2 separate regions of the Sus scrofa genome follow, and region 2 is linked to region 1. A link is a contact called in public HiChIP or PLAC-seq data. All regions are on one chromosome and are shown on one strand. The core of a region is the stretch at or near the end of the contact, and the rest is flanking DNA. Distances in the headings are between cores, read along the strand shown. Region 1 holds the start of SCAMP2 (secretory carrier membrane protein 2). Region 2 holds the start of CSK (c-src tyrosine kinase).

The links. HiChIP or PLAC-seq counts read pairs in DNA pulled down with a chosen protein or histone mark.
Region 2: a contact with region 1 is called in an H3K27ac HiChIP or PLAC-seq map of alveolar macrophages. The contact joins the promoter of CSK here to the promoter of SCAMP2 in region 1. A contact is called at or near these places in 1 of 5 promoter capture datasets (liver), 9 of 47 Hi-C or Micro-C datasets (embryonic fibroblasts, fetal liver, liver and 3 more) and 2 of 2 datasets of contacts at active chromatin or transcription factors (alveolar macrophages and skeletal muscle).

What each region holds. Positions count from the first base shown.
Region 1 is chr7:58,669,080-58,674,728 of Sscrofa11.1, forward strand. SCAMP2 (secretory carrier membrane protein 2) reads left to right here and starts at 3,559. Exons shown (of 9, transcript NM_001243492.1): 1 at 3,559-3,742. The coding sequence starts at 3,686.
Region 2 is chr7:58,752,771-58,758,419 of Sscrofa11.1, forward strand. CSK (c-src tyrosine kinase) reads right to left here and starts at 2,264. Exons shown (of 13, transcript NM_001190173.1): 1 at 1,890-2,264. It overlaps LOC106504440 (a long non-coding RNA gene), which reads left to right and starts at 4,628. Exons shown (of 5, transcript XR_002345822.1): 1 at 4,628-4,746.

The DNA of each region.
Region 1 (5,649 bases), core at 2,309-4,808:
CTAAGCAGGAACACACTGATGCTTTGTGGTGATGGCAAATGTCACATGCAGGACTTTTAATCTAGCTGAGCATCAGTGTCTTCCTCTGAAGAATGTGGGTAATAATGCTGGACTGACAGGGTTGCTGGAGGGTCAGGTGGGATGATGTGAGACACATCAAGGAGGAGGCAGGATAGCCTCATGTTCTGTGGACTGCTCTCCTCTGAGGCTGCCACAGCAAAGATCTCTGTATGCTGCCTGTGATACTATGAAAGAATAACTAACTCCTGGCCAGAGCACCTAAAACCTTTGTAATTTCCTAAGCAGCAAGAGTTGTAGGGCCATCTTTTTTCTTTTTAGGGCTGCACCTGTGGCATATGGAAGTTCCTGGGTTAAGGGTCAAATTGGAGCTGCAGCTGCCAGGCTATACCATAGCCACAGCAACACCAGATCCAAGGTGCCTCTTCGACCTGACACAGCTCTCAGCAATGTGGGATCCTAAACCCACTGAGTAAGGCTGGGGATCAAAACCGCATCTTCATGGATATTAGTCAGGTTCTTAACACCCTGAGCCATAATGGGAACTCCAGGCATCCTTTGTTCTAATACTTGGTCTTTGACTTGGTTCCTGACACAGAGCTCCTAAGTCTCTTGGAATTTCCTGGGTGATCTGAGCATCTTTTGTCTTAATTGGTGGGCTCCTGGATAGCTTCAGTATGGGGGCGGAAAGACTAAGCCATGATTAGAAGCTTGGAATATTCAGCCACACCGCTCATGCTATGGGGAGGGAAGAGGGGAGAGGTTGAGTTAATAGTTAATCATGTCTACATGATGAAGCCTCCATAAAAATCCCTGAACTAATTTTTTTTTTTTTTTTGCCATTTTCTTGGGCCACTCCTGAGGCATATGGAGGTTCCCAGGCTAGGGGTCGAATTGGAGCTGTAGCCCCTGGCCTACACCACAGCCCACAGCAACGCTTGATCTGAGCCGCGTCTGCAACCTACACCACAGCTCACGGCAATGCCGGATCCTTAACCCACTGAGCAAGGCCAGGGATCGAATCCGCAACCTCATGGTTCCTAGTCGGATTTGTTAACCACTGAGCCATGAAGGGAACTCCTAATGGTTTATTTTGTTTCTTCATTTCAGCCACACCCGAGGCGTATGGAAGTTCTTGGGCCAGGAGATGAATCTGAGCTGCAGCTGCAATCTACACCACAGCTGTGGCAACGCCAGATCCTTCACCCACTGTGCTGCAGCAGGAACTCCCCTGAACTACTGGTTTAGAGAGCTTCTGGACTGGTGAACACATCCCCTTACCAGAAAGGTGGCACACCCCAGCTCTACAAGGACAAAAGCTCTGGGATCAGGACCCGGACCTCACCCTTCAACTGGCCATTCATTTGTACTCTTTATCATGCTTTTTATTATATAATAAGCCAGTAAATGTGTTTACCTGAGTTCTGGAAGCCATTCTAGCAAATTATTGAACCTGAGGGGGCCGTGGGAACCCTGATTTATAGAAGTACAGGTGAGAACAGCCTGGGACTTGCAATTTGCCTCTGAAGTGGGGGAAATCTTGTGGGACTGAGCCCTTAATTAACCTGAGAAACACAAGAGGTTTTTCTTTTTTTTTTTTTTTGGTCTTTTGTAGGGTCGCACCCATGGCATATGGAGGTTCCCAGGCTAAGGGTCTAATCGGAGCTGTAGCCACCGGCCTACACCAGAGCCACAGCAACACAGGATCCGAGCCATGTCTGCAACCTACTCCACAGCTCATGGCAATGCCGGATCCTTAACCCACTGAGTGAGGCCAGGGATTGAACCTGCAACCTCATGGTTCCTAGTCGGGTTTGTTAACCACTGCGCCACCATGGGAATTCCAAAAGAGGTTTTTCTTATATTGCCCTCCGAGGGATGGCCCTGGGGGGTTAAGGAGTAAGGGCCGCACTCTCACCAGGTCCATGCCACGTCTGCAACCTACACTGTAGTTCTCAGCAATGCTGGATTCTTTAACCCATGGATCAAACCTGCATCCTCATGGATTCTAGTCAGATTCTTAACACACTGAGCCACAACAGAAACTCCAGGAGTAGGTAGCTTCTAATAGGACACAAACATATGTCCCTCCTATTCTCCCATTTGACATTTCCTGAAGAAGTGTGAGCTGGACCCTAAGAAAAGTGGATGAGGGAAATAGTAAATATTTGCTAAATGTCTATCATGTGTTTAGTACTATGTCAGTGCCAGAAATAATGAGGAAAACAGAGGCTACTCGTGCCCTTGTGGAGCTTATAGTCTAGCAGGAGAGACAGACACAAATAAAAAATCATCTATACAAGCGTGTACTTACAATGTGCAAGGTATTATAAAGGAAAAGCACAGGGTAATATAAGAGTTTATATTGGGGGTGGGGCTGATCTAATCTCTGGTGAAGAGAGACTACTCCTGAGGAAGGGACATATAAGCTTGGATTTGATGGATAAGTAGGAGTTAACTGGGGTATGATGAGAGCATGGGCTAAGAGCATACCAGAAAAAGGAAAAGTCCAGTGCAAAGGCCCTGAGGCAGGAGGAACAAGGGAAGTCTGAAGCACTGAAAAGCTACTAGGAGAGTTGGGATGCACATGGCTATGTTGTGGTGGTAGGGTAGGCACAAGAAGGAATGAGAAGAGTTGATAGGTGGAGGCAGATCTTGTTAAGACCTGGAGGCCAAACTAGAATTTGGGCCTCTATGGAAAATAATTGAAGAGTTTTAAACAGAAAGTTCCCTACTAATTTTGCCTCCTTCGAATGGATCTCTGGTTACAACACGAACAATAGACAAATTAGCAGCCCTGTACTCATCCAGAGTAAAGGATGATTGGCTGGATTCAGTGGCAGCAGAACTGTAAAAAGGCAGGAATAAATAAGGTGAGTTTGTGGGGGGCGAATCAGCCATCTCTCCCATGGCTGATGGTTCTATTGCTGAACTCCCACTTGCTTGGATAAATGCTTGATCCCCAGGTTAATCCCTGCTCAGGCCTTAAACCTGACCGGGCTGAGGGATCCTCATCCCTGAAACGATAAGATAAAACTTGACATTAGGGGTCAAGGCCTGAAAGAGTCAGGGCTCAGCTAGTGTCGGGAACAGCAGCACTGCCGGTTCTTAAAAGAACCTCTCTGCTCGGCTGCTACCACTAGAACACTTTCCTAGCCTGGCGAAATTCTCTGGGTCAGGAATTCTATTCCCTACTCTCGCCATAGGCTTAGACTTCTGTTTCCGGACCTAACCTGTGCATGCTTCCTAAACTTGCCCTCCAAGGAAGTTAAGGGGTTAAGTTTCCAGGCCCACTTTGGGAAGTTTACTTGAGTTTACTTTGGGGAGTTCTCAATGCTGAAAGCTAACTGACCGAGAAGCAATTGGGAACGCTCCAGCCCCGCCTCTCTCAAGTCCCTTGTGGTCTCCCAGACCCTAAACGCACCAGCACAGGGAAGCAGCTGATGGAAGCGGAACGCCCACGAGCTGCTCCATACTGGGTTGGGCAGGAGGGCGGAGCGGATTTCTGTTACGTCACACCACCACGCCCCTCTGGGAGGATGCTGCGCCTGCGCCAGAACGGCTGCCTCGCTCCCGGAAGTGGAGGGTCTGCAAGAAGAGCACCGCTGGGTCTGGGTGCCAAGAGGCAGAAACGCTCGCGGAGCTAGCCCGTTGGACCCCGATCGCCATGTCGGCCTTCGACACCAACCCCTTCGCGGACCCAGTGGACGTAAACCCTTTCCAGGTAGAGTCCTAATCTTACAGCGCTCTCTAGTGCCAAAGGCCGCACCGCCCTGGCCTCTTTCGCCAGGGTCGGGAGACGTGGCATAGGAGGGACGGGCTATCTGCCCAATGGGAGAGCAGGCTCTGAGGGCTGGCTTATCATAGCTCCTGGGGGGCGGGACTATCAGCAGGTGGAATAGCAGAGGAGGCGGGGCGCTGTACTTTGGAAAGAGGTGGGACCATGTAGCTCCCCAGACGTAGCCCCTCTAACTGGACACTGCTGAGGAAGGACATGATCAAGGAGATCCTCAGCTTCAGAGAGAGAAGCGATTTCACCTGAGGGGGTAGTGTGGCTACATCCCACAGTCTTGGGGAGACACCAGCCTTGAGTCACTTTAGATGGCAGCAACCTAATGAGGTGGTGGAACCCTATAATTGGGGTGAAAGTGGAGAAAATCCCAAGACCACCCCTCCACAACACAGACACAGCCAACTACTGTATAAGGTGTAGGAGAGCCGCTGAGGTTTATCAGGAAAGGAAGTCTGGTAACCCAAACTGAAATACGGCCTTGATAACAATTCCACACCTCCGCTGTGGGTCTGTTTTTGACTGGATTTTGGCTAGATGGGAGAGCCCGGGTTAGAGAGGGAGGAGAAGTGCGGAGCCTCTGGTGATCTTGAAGCACAAGGAATGTTGGTCTCATGGATCTATGTGTGATGGCGAGGTAGTTGAGATGCCCTGACCTATGAGCTGCCTTGACCCTTTGAACAAATAATCAAGGAGAAAACAAACTTCCTACTCAAAGTAAAAACCATTCTGCCTTTGAGCTAAGAGCACAGGGGTATTCTTACTCATGATGAAGGGTTGGGATTCCAGTTAGCTCCAAAGCTCCCGTGCCTCTCGTTTCATGTCTGTCCAAAACCAGTTCTCGGGAAGCTTGCTTGTGCTGACGGGTGATTTATGAGCCCTGAGCTTTCTGCTTTGTCAGGATGTCACCAGGCAGATGAACTCATCCTGCTTGTACTTTTTTTGGTCACTGGCAACTTCCAAGTTTCCTGCAGGTGTAGGGGGAGTCCTTGGAGGGGTCCTTGCTGCACCTCACAGCATGAGCTTTCCCACCTTGAATCCACCTTCAAGGGTCAGAACAAACACAAAGGAGACTAGAATGAATGTCAGATAATGGACATTTTGTGCCTCTTTCTTGGTCTCAAGGTGACTTAGCCAATGGAAGCCCTCAAGGCAAGTTTTGGTAGCTTGTTCTTTGTAACATCAGGGAATTCCTAACATTCCTCTTATAACTTAACGCTTCTTGACAGAACTGTTTGAAGGACTTTATCTCTTATGTAATGCAGTCATCTCTATTTGAGTAAAGAAAGAATATTTGCTTTTTTTTGGTCTTTTTAGGGTCATACCCACAGCATATAGCGGTACCCAGGCTAGGGGTTGAATTGGAGCCGCAGCTGCCGGCCTACACCACAGCCACAGCAACGCAAGATCTAAGCTGAGTCTGCCGGCCTACACCACAGCTCAAAACAATGCCAGATCCTAAACCCACTGAGCAGGGCCAGGGATCAAACCGGTGTCATCGTGGATAGTAGTTGGGTTTGTTACTACTGTGCCACAATGGGAACTTCCATTTTCTTTCTTTTTTTTTTTTTTTTTTCTGTCAGTGTTTTCAGATAACTGTTTTGCTTTAATTATAAAACTGCTGCATGATACTGGAGTTTGGGTTTTAGTAAGGATCTAATAGCCCTTTGGCTGTGTGCTGTTGTAATGATATGCCTTTTTTTTTTCCTTTGGTCCTGTCAGAATCAGAAATAAAATATCCGCTGCTATCTGACAGAGGCAGTCAGCTGTCCAAATATGTAGAGAGAGCTTGTCCCCAGTGCTAGTGGTGGGCAAGATAGTTGGCCTGAATTCTGCCCTAT
Region 2 (5,649 bases), core at 1,014-3,513, 82 kb after region 1:
TGGTCCTCTGTTTCTGTCTCTGCCTGCAGTCTGGTCTGCTCTGGGGTGGCTCAACCCCTTGGGGCCTGGTGTCCCCTGCAGTGGTGCTGGGGACCATCTTCTGGTCCTTCTCTGTCCCAGACCCCCGACGCAGAGAGAAGAGCAAGGAGGAAGGCACCAAGGTGGCCAGATAAAAAGGGAATCCCTGCACATATGTTTGCCAGAAGACAGACCCCTAGTTTCTACAAGGGCCTCGGGACCCCAGGCTGCACTCAACAGTTGGTATAAAGGCACCCAATGATGTCAGGCTTCAGCCCCAGACCCTCAGGCTGGAAAGGAAGTTAGGGTTGGGTGAGGGGAGCCTCACCGGCCCACCACATCTGTATCCCCTCCACCATGCATGTCAGGGCAACCGGAAACAACTCTAAATCAAGGGCAGAGGCCTAAGCAAGACAAAACTGCCAGATGCCCCGAGGGGCCCCAGATATGGCTCAGTATCCTCCAGGGAACCTCCCACACTTCCAGGAGCCAGAGGATGCTGCCACAGTCCCAATCTTCTTCCTGCTGCCTTCACCCTGTTCCTGCGGGGCCCCACCGAGAAAGACATTGGGACCATCAGGGTGTGGGGAGCTTGGAAGAGACCCCCTGGGTGTGCTCGCTCTGACAATGCTCCTATGCCAAGGCTATACGAGGCTTGCTCCCTGTGGACACAGGGCTCTCACATTCTGCATCCAGATCCATTCATGCTCCTATACCAGCTGGGCCAAAGGGTCAGGAATGACGATCAGGCTGTTTCAGCTCAGCACCAGGGCTACACCCCACGGGTGCCCCCGCATGCCACTTCCCGTCAGTAAGACCCAGCCTCAAGCACCAGAGGGAAATCCCATGGGCAGTGCTGATTCGGTCTGAGCCCAGACCCAGGCAGAACCGTCACCGGAAGCCCTCTCCCTCCTCTCTAGCCCTCTGCAGGGGAGCACGTGCTCACCCCACAAGGTCCCATGGGCCAGGCTGGGGGCTTATGGCCCCAGTGGGTAAAGGCTTATGCCTGGTTTCCCTGTACCCATAGCAGTCCAGGTGTTGTGGGGTGGTGGTGGGAGGGGATGGATGACGGAGGGACAGACAGCCTAACTCTGCCAAAGGCCTGGGATAGCAACTTCCCCCTTTGAGCCTCAGCCCCCCAGCCTACAAAATGGGAGGGGAGGTGAACCCTTAGTTAAGCTCCAAGGATCTGGTAGCTGGACACACCCCTTCCTGACAACTGGCCTGGCCTCCAACGAGCCTGGGAGAACAGAAAGGGCTGACCAGGACGCTAGGAGGTGGGGACCCACCTCCTAATGCCCAGTGTCACCTCCACCGAGGCCAGAGGCCCTGCCTAGTTTCCCACCCAAGGGTCAGATGTCCCTGGGCTTAGGCCTGGTCTTCTAAAAGTCCGAAGATGATAAGCTCAACCTCTGGCAGGCTCAAGGGAGGCGGCTGGACCCTGGGCCTCCGCAGAGGGAATGAAGGAGGGGTCAGAACCAGGCAGGCCAAAAAACCTGCAGGCCTGCAGGGAGGCCCTGGGCAGGGAATGGCAAACAGCCCATTCTCCTGGGCTCTGGTCCACGCTGACCCCTTCCCCTCCGCTCCAGCCAGCCCCAATACGGGGAAAGGACAGACTCCGGGTGGCCTGAGACAAGTCTGAGGGGCTGGGAGGGCAGTACCTCCCTCGTGAGCCCCCCTCCCAGACGGGCTGACAGTGACTCCCGGGAGATTTCGAACCCGGGAAGGAGGGGGTAAGGGAGTGGGGGATGGGTGTGGACGCCACGGCAGCTGCAACAGAAGCAACAGAAGCGGGACGTACAACCTCCACCCGTCTTCCCCTTGGGAAGCACTCGGACGCCCACCTCCTTCAGGGCCTGCCAGACACTCACCTTTTTCGGGGCACTGCGGTCCGGGCCACCTCGCTGCGGGCAGCATCAGCGGCCTGCGGGACGGTCCATGCGGCCAGCCGAGAAGGGAGGGGCGCAGGGGTCCCCGGGGGGTGCGGTACAAAGAGGTCTGGGTGCGAAAGGAGGGGGAGGAAGGACGGCCAGACAGAGGCAGGGGGATGGCTGCGCGGCCCGGGTCGGGGAGGGAAGAAAGGCGGGGGAAGGGGGGCGGGAGGGACTCAGGGGGAGGAAACAATGTAGCCGGTGAGGCCCCGGCAGAGTTCCGCTTCCAAACGCCGACACCAAGGCTCGATCTGGGGACGTCGCGCCGGCTGCCCCGGGCTGCCCCGGACGCTGGCTCGGGGGCCGCAGGGTCTCTCCACGTTCCACGCCCCGGAGACTCCTGCGGCCAGAGGCTGCCTGGAGCGGGAGGGACGGCTGGCCGGGGGATAGCCCCGACGGCGGCGCTGCCGGGCGATGGCCCAGCTCGGACCCCACCCCGGCAGGACCTCCGGACAGGGTGCGGGGTGGGGCGGGAGCGAGAGGGCGGCGGCGGTCTCAGCGGCGGCGGCCAAGCTCGGCTCGCCCTGGGCTCCGCTGGGAGGAAGCTCGCAGGCCTGGCGAGAGGAAGCGCGGCCCCGGATCCTCCGCCCGCGGCAGCGCGCCTGCGCGAGGGAGCCAGCCGGGAGCACGGCGGGGCGTGGGCTGGCGGGAGGACAGCGCCCTCTGTCGGGATCCCGGGGCACTGCGGGGGGTGTGTCCGCGCCCAAGCCCTGCCCCCACCTGCCCGCCCGCGTCGAAGGCTTCAGAAGGTCCCTCACTGAGGGCCGAACAGTCCGCCTTGGAGCAAACGCCAAAACTTCCCTGGGGAACAGCTCTCCCTATGCAGAAGCGACCTCCTTCTTCTCGTATCTTTTTGTGGAGAATGGGTCTCGCTCGCAGCAGCATTCATTCATTCATAGGTGTTTCCTGGCGCTGATGTTGCGACAGGCCCTGTAATGAAGACCGCTTCATTACTGCCAAGGAGTTCCCAGAACTGGCAGGCCAGCAGACAAGCGCTAAGAAATAATTGATAAAAGTGAAGAAGTGTGTACAGGTCCACAAGAAGCAGAAAAGAGGGAAGGGTAATGGGCAATCTTCATAAAGCTGGGACCCCAGGCAGAAGGAACAGCATGGACAAAGGTAGGGAGAGGTGAGAGCCATTTGGTGGCTCTGGGAACTGTAAATAGCTCAGTATGGCTGCAGTTTGCAGTGTGGGTCCAGGAGAGTCCTGGGAGATGGCGTCCCCGACAGCCGCGGAGACAAAAGAGATCCAAAAAGACTGATGGGACTTTTCTTGGACTTTGTTTTCGAAAAGCCTGGCAGCAATGAGGAAGTTGTCAGTAGCTATGTGACCTTGGGAAAGTTACTTAACCTCTCTGGGCTCTAGTTTACCAAACAGGGAAAGTAACAGCACCAACTTCTTAAGGTTTTGTGGGGAGGAAATGAGTTAATACATTTAAAGAGCTTAGCATGCAGTGGCAGGCACATGGTCAGTCCTTAGCCAAGTATTGCCTGTTATTATATATTACAGTTAACAGGATGTCATCTGCTCTGAGCTACAGGAGCTGATGTGCATGTGGGGGGGGGGGGGAGCATACAGTTTTGGGGGCAGGGCAGTGATGGTGGAAAGACCAGAGACTCCAGTGTAGGTGGGGGTGGGGGGGCACTATCCTAGGGACTGGGCCCTGAAGGAAGAGTCTGGTTTGGGTGGGCAGAGGGGAGGGGCATACTGTGGTGGGGGAAATGAGGTGTACTTGCAAAGTCTTGAAATTCAAAATAAGTGAGGGGCTAGGGACTGAGAGGGACAGTAAAGGGCCCTGTGGGAGAGTGAGCTGAATGTGCAGTGTGGCTGTACATTGCACAGAGAGGAGTTGGGTTTGCCTCCCGAGACAGACCACAGAATGGCCCTCCGACCCAGTGCACCCCTGGGCCAGCTTTCCAGTACGGAGCCAGCCCTTCAAGGAGTGAAGCAGTAGTCCCACCCCTGCCCTTAGGAGACATCCACTAAGTCTCAGAGATGGCTGTGGTGTGATGGGGAAAAGTATGAATTTGGAGTTCAAATCATAAAGTTAAATCTCAGTGGGGCCGCTTCCCAGCTGTGTGACCTTGGGCTAGTTACTTAACGTCTCTGAGCTCAGTTTCCTCCTCTGTAAGATCAAGCTCAAAAAGGCACCTCTTTCACAAGAGATGGTGCAGATCTAGCAAGATAACGGCCTAGGGGTGAGGGAGGTGGGGAGGGCGCTCAGCTTGGCTGGTTTCCCTTTCTTTCCTCTGAGGTCAAGATGGAATGATAAATTGGGACCGGATGGGGCCACCTCTCAGGCTGAAGGGAAGGCCTTCAGTGGCTTTGCAAAGACTTCTGGAAGTGCGAAGTTGACATCTCCCCTCCCTTGACTGAATCAGCTGGCAAAATGAGAAAGGGCTGTGGGGATTTGGGGAAAATGCTCTAATCCCTGTTCCAGTTTTGTCACCAGCCCATCTTTCGTTACCCTCAAGCACATTTGACTTTTTCCCCTGAGTTTGCTGCGGTCTGAGTATGAACTTTGGAGTCAAACAGACTTGTATTTGCATCCTGGCTCCACCTCTTCACAGCAGAGTGAAATAAACTTGTTAACGTCCTGAACCCCAGGCACAGGAGAAATCAATAAAGGGCCTTGCCCCACAGAGCTCTCCTCTAGTGGAGGAGCCAATTAACTTCCAACCTTATCACCACTCATTCCTTCATTCCCGCAAATACTGAGCGCCTGCAAAATGCTCTGCACTATTCTGGATGCGGGAGATGAAAACTACCCTGGTTCTTGTCCAGTGGGGTAAATAGGTAAGCAGGGCAATTAGACAGTGTGGGATGAGGGCCATGAAAGTCTGATGGAGGAGAGAGCACTGCAGGAGACGGGCCCAGAGAGCCCACAGTTTACAGGACAGCTGGAAAGACGGAGGTGACAGGATCAGAGGAGCAGGGGAGCGCAGCATGAGAGGAAGCTGGCCCAAGCTGCTCGGGTGTTGTGGACCAGGAGTTTTATCAGAAAAGTTTGGATTGTTGGAGTTCCTGTCGTGGCTAAGTGGTTAGCGAATCCGACTAGGAACCATGAGGTTGAGGGTTCGATCCCTGGCCTCGCTCAGTGGGTTAAGGATCCGGCGTTGCCGTGAGCTGTGGTGTAGGTTGCAGATGCGGCTTGGATCCCGAGTTGCTGTGGCTCTGGCATAGGCCAGTGGCTACAGCTCCAATTAGACCCCTAGCCTGGGAATCTCCATAGGCCGCAGGAGCGGCCCTAGAAAAGACAAAAAAGAAAAAAAGAAAAGTTTGGATTGTTATCATAGGAGCAATGGGGAGATGTTGAAGGATGTTAAGCCGGGGAGTGACACCACTGAGCAAAGACCAGTGGGGACGCTTTGCATAACCTGTCCAGTGATGATGGGCATGGGCCCTGGTGGACAAAGGAGAGCCACGCAACGCTCAGCGAGGGGTTGTTTGGGAGGAGGGAGGCCCCAGAAGAAAGCGGGCCTGATTCTCAGGGACCAGGGAAACACCTGGGGAAGTGCTGGTGCTCTTTGCTGAGGTAGGGAGGACATGGGAGAGGGGCAGGCTGGGGGTAACAAGCAGGAGGTGGCTTTTGGATGAGCTGAGTTTAAGATGCCTGTTCCATAGGATGATGCCAAGTGGGTGTCTGGAGCCATGTTTTACAGACAAGGCCACTGAGGCTCGAACCTAAAGAACTTCCCT